Regions from separate parts of the Sus scrofa genome. Here all the other regions are linked to region 2. A link is a contact called in public Hi-C data. All regions are on one chromosome and are shown on one strand. Each heading gives the region's core, a stretch centred on a gene start, on an enhancer-like site or on the middle of the called end of the contact. The rest is flanking DNA. Distances are from core to core; before and after follow the strand shown. Region 1 holds the start of KIAA0907 (UPF0469 protein KIAA0907 homolog). Region 2 holds the start of LMNA (lamin A/C). Region 3 holds the start of TMEM79 (transmembrane protein 79).

What was found. Hi-C and Micro-C count contacts between places; a contact is called where the count stands out from the background.
Region 1: a contact with region 2 is called in a Hi-C map of liver, with 5 times the contacts expected there. The contact joins the promoter of KIAA0907 here to the promoter of LMNA in region 2. A contact is called at or near these places in 1 of 5 promoter capture datasets (fetal liver), 4 of 47 Hi-C or Micro-C datasets (heart right ventricle, liver and skeletal muscle) and 1 of 2 datasets of contacts at active chromatin or transcription factors (alveolar macrophages).
Region 3: a Hi-C map of liver shows a contact between it and region 2, with 2.9 times the contacts expected there. The contact joins the promoter of TMEM79 here to the promoter of LMNA in region 2. A contact is called at or near these places in 3 of 47 Hi-C or Micro-C datasets (embryonic fibroblasts and liver) and 2 of 2 datasets of contacts at active chromatin or transcription factors (alveolar macrophages and skeletal muscle).

What each region holds. Positions count from the first base shown.
Region 1 is chr4:94,096,852-94,099,629 of Sscrofa11.1, forward strand. It overlaps KIAA0907 (UPF0469 protein KIAA0907 homolog), which reads left to right and starts at 1,360. Exons shown (of 15, transcript XM_001928648.6): 1 at 1,360-1,491; 2 at 1,994-2,210. The coding sequence starts at 1,454.
Region 2 is chr4:93,924,940-93,927,686 of Sscrofa11.1, forward strand. LMNA (lamin A/C) reads right to left here and starts at 1,345. Exons shown (of 13, transcript NM_001111257.2): 1 at 1,243-1,345.
Region 3 is chr4:93,767,465-93,770,184 of Sscrofa11.1, forward strand. It overlaps TMEM79 (transmembrane protein 79), which reads right to left and starts at 1,376. Exons shown (of 4, transcript XM_001927978.5): 1 at 1,049-1,376.

The sequences.
Region 1 (2,778 bases), core at 110-2,609, 170 kb after region 2:
ACATGCTGCTAGTGCAACTGAAAAAAAAGAAAAAAAGAAAAAAGAAAAAGAAAAAAGAAAAAGAAAAAAGGAAATAAAGACACTAAAAAAAAAAGGCACTATAGCAGGTGTTCCCATTGTGGCTCAGTGATAATGAACCTGACTAGTACCCATGAGGATGTGGGTTCAAGCCCTGGGTTAAATGTTCCCTCACTCAGAGGGTTAAAGATTTGGTGTTGCTGTCACTGTGATGTAGGTGGGCAGCTGTAGCTCCAATTCGACACCTAACCTGGGAACTTCCATATGCTACAGGTGTGGCCCAAATAAAGCTCACACACGCACACAAAACACTATAGCAAAGGAAAAAATAGATTCATGCAATAGAAAAGAATGCAGAAATAGATGTTTATATGGGACATTTATTTATTAAATGCTGAAGGGAAAACACTATAAATGTGGCTTTAAATTTTTTTTTTAGGGCCACAGGTGTGGCACATGGAAGTTCCCAGGATAGAAGTCAAACAGGAGCTGCAGCTGCCCTACACCACAGCCACAGCAACTTAAGTCCCTGAGCAGGACCAGGGATCCAACCTGCATCCTCATGGATACTAGTCAGGTTTTTAACCTACTGAGCCACAACGGGGACGCCTAAAAATGTGAATTTTAAATGAATTTGTATTCTGTTAATCCTGTCAGTACATAAACTTGTTTGCAAGAATAGCATTGTATTTTATTGATTCTATGTAGAGACTCCTTGGAGTTCCCATTTCATAACCTAGGCTGGGTCACTTCTTTAGCCCTCACTGGAAGGGCTCTGTGACTTTCAAATACTTGCGTGTTAGCTCCACCAAGTTGAGCATTTATCTTCTCCACCTTTGTTTATTATAACCTATTCTATGTAATACCCGGCGTGGCCACCACGCCACATTCTAAGTGTCAGAAAGGCAGGACCCCCTGCTCTTAAAACAGGGACAGGCGCGCAGAAATGAAAAGAAAAAAATCTTCAAATAATTTTTGGGATGAGTCCTTTCCTTTTCCCTAAGCAGGTAACTGAAACTTGAAGTTTGCAAAAGCCGCGGGAAAGCGCTGTCCCAGGTCAGCGGCTGGGACTCTACAAGAATGTGACTGAATTTGGGGAGAAACCTGTTTAATTTTCCTTACTCATGCGTGTTGTACTCTTGGCTAGCGACTTGCCCACAAGAAAGATGGATTCTTCTTGCCCCAATTCTTCCTTAATATGAGATTTAGCAGCCATCTTTCTCAAGGGAAAGCGCAAGCAGGAAGGCCACACCCCATCTGTTTCAAATAAGGCCAGAAGCCTTGACATCAACAGGAGTCCAATCGGAATAGACTTTTATACCGGAACCGCTTTGCCTCACGACCGGAAGAGGCTGTGCGTAAGGGCGTTGGGGGCGGAAGTGACGGGAAGGAGGTAGTGGGGTAGTTGGCGGGTGGTTGATCAGAGCCGGTCGCCATGTCCGCGGGGAGCGCGACACATCCTGGAGCTGGCGGGTAAAGCTTTTCTGGCGAGGGCATCGCAGCGAGCATGAGGCCCAGGAGAGGCGGAGGGATCATGGGAAGCAGCGTCTGGGTAGAGGGGCGCTTGGGTGGGAAGTGTATGTATTTGAGGGCCGGACTTTGGGGGCGAAGGATCGTGAGCAGGCCTGGGGCCCCAGAAAAAGGCCAGCGGGGATCAGAGAAAGGAGAAAAGCAGGGACTTTGGGAATGACGAGCCAAAAGGGAAGGTGAGAACGAAGGGTTGTAGGACACCAGAATCTTTTAATAGGGATGACGGAGTAGAAAGGAAGTAGATTCAGGAAAAGGGTTGAAAGAAGTGAGGATTTGGGGAAATATTGCAGTGGTTGTCTGTTTAAGGAGAGATGGTAATTTTAGCTCTGATAGTAGATTCGAAAGTGTAAAGGGAGCCTGATAGCGGGAAAATGGGGTACTAAGGTGTAGTAAGGGGAGAAAAATAGTAAAAACTTTGTGGCCTAATATTTTCCTCTTCCTGTAGGCGCCGCAGCAAATGGGACCAACCAGCTCCAGCCCCCCTTCTCTTCCTGCCACCAGCAGCCCCAGGTGGGGAGGTTACCAGCAGTGGGGGAAGCCCTGGGGGCTCCACAGCTGCTCCCTCTGGAGCCTTGGACGCTGCTGCTGCTGTGGCTGCTAAGATCAATGCCATGCTTATGGCCAAAGGAAAGCTTAAACCAACTCAGAATGCTGCTGAGAAGGTATTTGAAGTTGAGGGGATTCTGCTGATTGCAGTTTGTAATCTTGTAATCTCACAATCATTTGTCTTAAGGAGACACTCTCGGGGGTGGGGGTACAGTAATTTAGTTTTTTTTTTTTTTTTTCTTTTTAGAGCTGCAGGAGCGGCATATGGAGGTTACCAGGCCAGGGGTCAAATCAGAGCTGCAGCTGCTATGCCACAGCCACACCAGATCTGAGCCCCCTGTCTGCAACCTACACTACAGCTCACGGCAACACCAGATTCTTAACCCACTGAGCAAGGCCAGGGATCTAACCTGCATCCTCATGGATGTTAGATTCGTTTCTGCTGAGCCAGGATGGGAACTCCTAGGAGGCAATTTTGCTTGGGCTAAGTTACATTTATGGACCAAATAACTTGTTTTGTCTGTGTTCCCTTAGTTCAGCCCTAGTTCTGTCTACATGATCATTTAAAGCAGTGATGTAATAGGTTTTTTGATACATGTGCATTTCCCCTGAAGTCAAAAGAGAAAATCAGATAAATCGTGGTGAGCTTTAAAATATCTCTAATTAAATCTATAGATTTAGGAG
Region 2 (2,747 bases), core at 95-2,594:
GGTTTGTTTCCCCTGAGCCACAACAGGAACTCCCTAGAGTGCTTGGAGGGAGGGTCCCTGTCTTATTCATTCTTTGATCACAGGGTCAAGTACTAAACACCTGTTGAACTGCTGAGTCACTCCTGCACAGGTGGTATGGAAGGACCTGGCTGTTCTTTAAGTAGCTGCCACATACCAGGCACTGGGCTAGGGGCCATGTGGGGCTGATCCCACTTCATCTTGACTTCAGCCTTATGAGGAAGGTATTATTATCTGCATTTTATATACCAAAAACCCAAACTCCGAGAAGTTGACTAATTGACCTAAGATAGTCCAGCTGAGTAACTGCCTTCTTCCCATCCGGACCCAGCTAGATGGAATGATGCAGGCTTAGAACAATTAGCTTGGCTTAGTTTAGCTGGGAAGGCCCTCAGAAGGAGCGTGTTTGATGGCCTTTTGTAAAGCCAGTGAACCCCTCATTTGAATGAAATTTCACCCCAAAAGCCCAATATACTAAATGACAGAGGCAGAGTCTCTCTAGCAGGGAAGTTTAGGGACCCCTGCCTGGTGATCCTTTGCCCCTCCCCTAAGAGGCCCCCAGGGCTCTGAGAATTAAACCCCTCTCTTTACAAAGTGGGCTTCTCAGGCTGGAGAAGCTAAGATTTGCCCAAACACAGCCAGAAACCCCCAAATAGTACTCGGACCCTATTTCACACTACTGTAGGAGACAGGACATCACTCTGGACATACTGGAAGGGGCTAATCGACCTCAAGGGATGGGCATTATCGCTACCATGATGAGGCAGGGGTTGCAGGGGTCAGTGTAGGGCTGGCTATCTTCCCTGGGTGCTCCAGCCAGGCCAGACAGGGCCGCTAGATAATGAGCACAGAACCAACCCTTTACACTTCACATTTGGCTGGGCAGGTCTCCCAGGTGTCATCTTTTCACAATCCAGATTACTACCTTAACCCTCTCAAACCTCTCTGAGATGCACAAAGCAAACACCATGATGCCCATTATACAGATACGGAGATTGAGACTTGGGCCAGGTTAACTGATATGCTCCAGGCCACACAACAAGAGACAGAAGCAGGTCCCAAACTCCAGGGATTTGCCTCCAGGTTAACTACATCCCACCTCCCTTCAGTCCAGACCCCAAAGGAGCTCCATCCAACAGCAAAATCCGAGAGTCTGCCCAGGAGTCCCTGCCCGACATTCCAAACCCCATCCCCCACTCAAATGGGCCCAGAGAGCCGCCCCACCTGTGAGCCTCAGGCTTCCTGGAACCGTCACAATACACACCAAAATACTGCCACGGTACACACCAGACAAGAGCCAAAGAGGAATTCCGCAGTGACTTCGTCCTCTCTGCTCCCTATCTCCCAGCTTTGGCCCCGCCCCACCTGGTGAGGGTGGGGGAGGGGAGGTAGACGTAGGAAGGGGCGGGGCCCCGGAGACGTGGGCGGAGCCAAGGGGACGGGGCTTGTTCCCTCCAGGGCAGATCGGTTCGGGCTGGTAGGGCGACTCCGGACTCCGGCGGGGTGGTTCCTCTCCCGCCCCCCCGCCCCCGCCGCCCGGAGGCGGGCAGTGCTGACGGCTGGTTCTGACGCAGGCGCCTGCGTGTGGGCGGCTGCCTGTGAGTCTGTGTGTGTCTGTGTGTGTGTGGTTGCCGGGGCCTCCCGGGTCTCCTAAATGGGGGTTTCCTCTCCCTGTTGCCAAGGAAACAAACAGAAGCGCCACAACTCCAGAACTGGGGCCGGCGAAAAGGGTCCCCAAGCCCTAGGCGCCGAGAGGCTTCCAGGAAGTGAGGCAGAAAAGGATCCCTGTTTCCCCCCCCACCCCCAGTCCAGGTGCTGAGCAAACGTTACCCAATGTGGGGCCTGAAACTAGTGGCCACCTGTCCTGTTTGCAGAGCACTGAGGAGTTTCCTAGGACAAGGGCCTTGCAGTGCTCAAACCCGAACAGTTCCTGGCAAAACCGGACAGTTGGTCTTCCTAAGTGTCCATCCAATTTTTGTGGGGAGGCTCTATCTTAAAAATATGAGAATATCTTTTACAGATTTCACACAGATAAGTGAACACGTGGAAACCTGGTCAGGCTCCTCTAAGGGTCTTGGGAAGGCCTGTGCCACTGTGGATCCCTGAGCTTCACCTTGCTTAGCCTCACCATAAAACCAACCTGGGTTCCCAGCCCCTGCAGCCCCTAAGTTCCTCAGGGTCCCCTTCCAAGGCTAGCCCTTGGCACTCACCCCAGGGAGGTCAACTGGGAAAGCAAATTCTCCCCGGGGAGGATGGTGGTTAATCTGCAGGAGATTTCCTGATGGGGGAACAGATCAAAGGGCACTTCTGGATTAGTGGCGGCCACGTGTGGCAGGTGGATGGGCAGGGCCTTGGCCAAGGTCAGGAGCTCCTGGAGGGAGACTCCATGGGATGGAAGGGACTGCCTTGGGCCAGTGCTTCATCAGTCATTGCTTAGAAGCCAGAACTTCAGAGCTGGGAGGAGTCTAAGGACATCATGCAAGCCAACCCCCTCCTTTCTAGACCTGCCTTGATCCAGCTCCCCAGATTCCCCTGTCCCACTATCCCTATGCCAGCCCACAGGCTAGCCCCAGAGTAACACCCCAATTGCCCTCTTTGTCTAGTAAATCCAAAGCTTACAGGGCTCCCTGAGAGCCCACTTCACTTTGGCCCTTGACCCCTGAGTGGCAGGTAATGGGGGAGCCACTGGAGCAGCGGTAGGGCAGCAGGGACCTGGCTGGGAGGGACAG
Region 3 (2,720 bases), core at 126-2,625, 160 kb before region 2:
GGAAGGAGCAGAGGGAAGCTCTGTCAGAAGCTGCTGCTCTTGGAGTTCCTGTAGTGGCTCAGTGGAAATGAATCCAACTAGTAACCATGAGGTTTCGAGTTCAATCCCCGACCTTGCTCAGTGGGTTAAGAATCTGGCGTTGCCACGAGCTGTGGTATAGGTTGCAGACGTGGCTTGGATCTGGCCTTGCTGTGGCTGTGCCATAGGCCAGCAGCTATAGCTCCGATTCCACCCCCAGCCTGGGAACCTCCACATGCCCCGTGTGCGGACCTAAAATAAAAAGGCCAAAAAAAAAAAAAAAAAAAAAAAAAAAGCTGCTGTTTTCTGGGTTGATAGAACCGAAGCTCAGCTGGTCTTACGGTGGGCTTTAGCCCCATCTGGGACCTTAGGGAGAACATGGTCCTTGTGTTGAAATAGAGTGAGGCAGGAGGGAAGTGAGCAGCTGAAATGGAGACACCCTTTCGACATCAAATGCTATTCACCAGGAGAGGGTGAGTCAGGGGGCACAGGCCCTGGCAGCTGTGGCCTCGCCTCCACCCACATCTCCTGCCCCTCTCCACCAAAACCCCTGGGGTCATGGCCACCCAAATGCAGGAATGAGAGGAAAAGGAGGTGTCTAGAAATTTGCCAAGGGCTTTCTTCTTGCTAAAGACCTTCTCGTGGACAGAGAAGCTTCCCTTTCACTTCCAAACCTTGCCTTCCCCTGAAGACCCCGGACTGGAACTCTCCTGGCAACTTATACCAACGATTTGCCAACAAATCTGTCCCAAGGAGCTGGCAGTAGCAGGGGACCCTGTTCTTTCGTCTCCAATCTGGATACTTGGTCGGTTTTCAAACTTCTCACCAACCCACTCCACATCTGAAGGGCCTGGGTCTGTCCATTTTGACCTCTAGGTCTAATCAAAGCTGTTTCCCATGCCTCCTCTCCTGTCTTTCTCCCCTCCCTGCCGTCCTCCATCTCACTGCTTCTGGATGAGGCTAACTTCCCTCCCTTCACTGCTCAAGGACCTCCGATCCCTTAATGTTTGGACCCGTGACACCCACTTACTTTCCATCTGGAGAGAGGTAGAGGGTCCCCAGCGTCCGGGAAGGAGCTGCCTAGCTCGCTGCTGGCTCTGCAAGTATTTCTCTCCGTCTCCCTCCCTTTACCTGGGTCTCCAAACCTGTCTGACCAGAGCAGGTGGGGCCCAGATTAAAGGGCAGGCCCCGCCCTGCTGAATCTGCCGACAGAAAAAGCCTTAGAGAAGGACGTCATGCTCTCTGAAAGTGGGGGTGCAGCTGAGCCTAGAGGTAAGTGTGTTCTAGGAACATGGGTTTTGTAGGAACTCCCAGCACAGGAAAGCAAAGGGGGAAGAATGGGTTTGTGCATCAGAAGGTGCTTGGGGAGTTCCTGTCATGGCTCAGTGGTTAATGAACCCTACTAGTATCCATGAGGATGCAGGTTCGATCCCTGGCCTTGCTCAGTGGGTTAAGGATCTGGCATTGCTGTGAGCAGTGGTGTAGGTCACAGACGCAGCTCGGATCCTGCTTTGCTGTGGCTGTGGTGTAGGATGACAGCTACAGCTCCAATTGGACCCTGGCCTGGGAACCTCCATATGCTGCGGTGTGGCCCTAAAAAGACAAAAGACCAAAAAAAAAAAAAGGATGTTGGAGTAGGTTGGAAAACACCCAAAAGAGAGGTGGAATTTCTACACTTATTCATTCAATATTTATTGAGCACCTGTTATTAGTTAGGCACTATTCTGGGCATAGACATAGGAAAGAACGAGATGACAGGCAAAGTCTCTGGACTTAAGGGGCTTGTTCTGTTGGGGTAGCAGATAATAAAGAAGCCTAGAAAATAAATCAATAAGACAATTTCAATAGGAAAATTTCTTTGCCAAAGTGATATTTGAGTTGAGACCTGCTGGGAATCAGGAGAATGGGTGTTTCAGGCAGAGGAACAACAAGTGAAAGGCCAATAAAAAGGAAAGACAGGTTGTTTCAGGAACATCTCCCTAAGCACCTTGCTTTTTAGGTTAGGTTTAAGGTTACAAAAACCGTGGCACAGTGGTTTAAGAACGTGACTGCAGTGGTTCTGGTCACATAGATCACAGCCATGGCTTGGATTGAATCTGTAGCCTGGAAACTTCCTTATGCTGAGAGTGTGGCCATTAAAAAAAAGACAGCAATAGGAATCCACAGTGATCTTTCCTATGGGAGGACCAGGGGGCAGAAATGTAAGGGTGTAACTTCTCATTCCTGTGGATCTTTTCCCCTTAAGTCATTAGAGCTTCGTAAGGGGAGGGACAATGTCTGAATTGCTCATCTCTGTGACTCCAAAATCCAGCACTGTGGCTGGAAGACAGCAGATGTTCAATAAATGTTTACTGGAACAGTAAGTGAGGAACATGCAAGTGGAAATCTTTGGGTTGGGGTCGGAAGCTGAAGGGCTGAGGTGTCTGTGTAAGAGTCTTATCTTGGAAGGCCTTGTCATACTCGGTTCTTTCCAAAAAAAATTTCACATACAAGTTTTTTGCTTGTTTAAATAATGGGGGAAAAGAGAGAATTAGAATCACTGTAACTAGTAACCTGAAAGAGGCTCGACTCAAATGGGGGCGACAGAAAAACGAACCAAATGACCACAGTCAGACAAGGCAAAGCCACACTCCTAGCTGTGAGCCCATCTGCTTAGGCTCAGCCCTCCTTAGAGTCCGCTGTTCGCTCTCTGGCAACTTTGT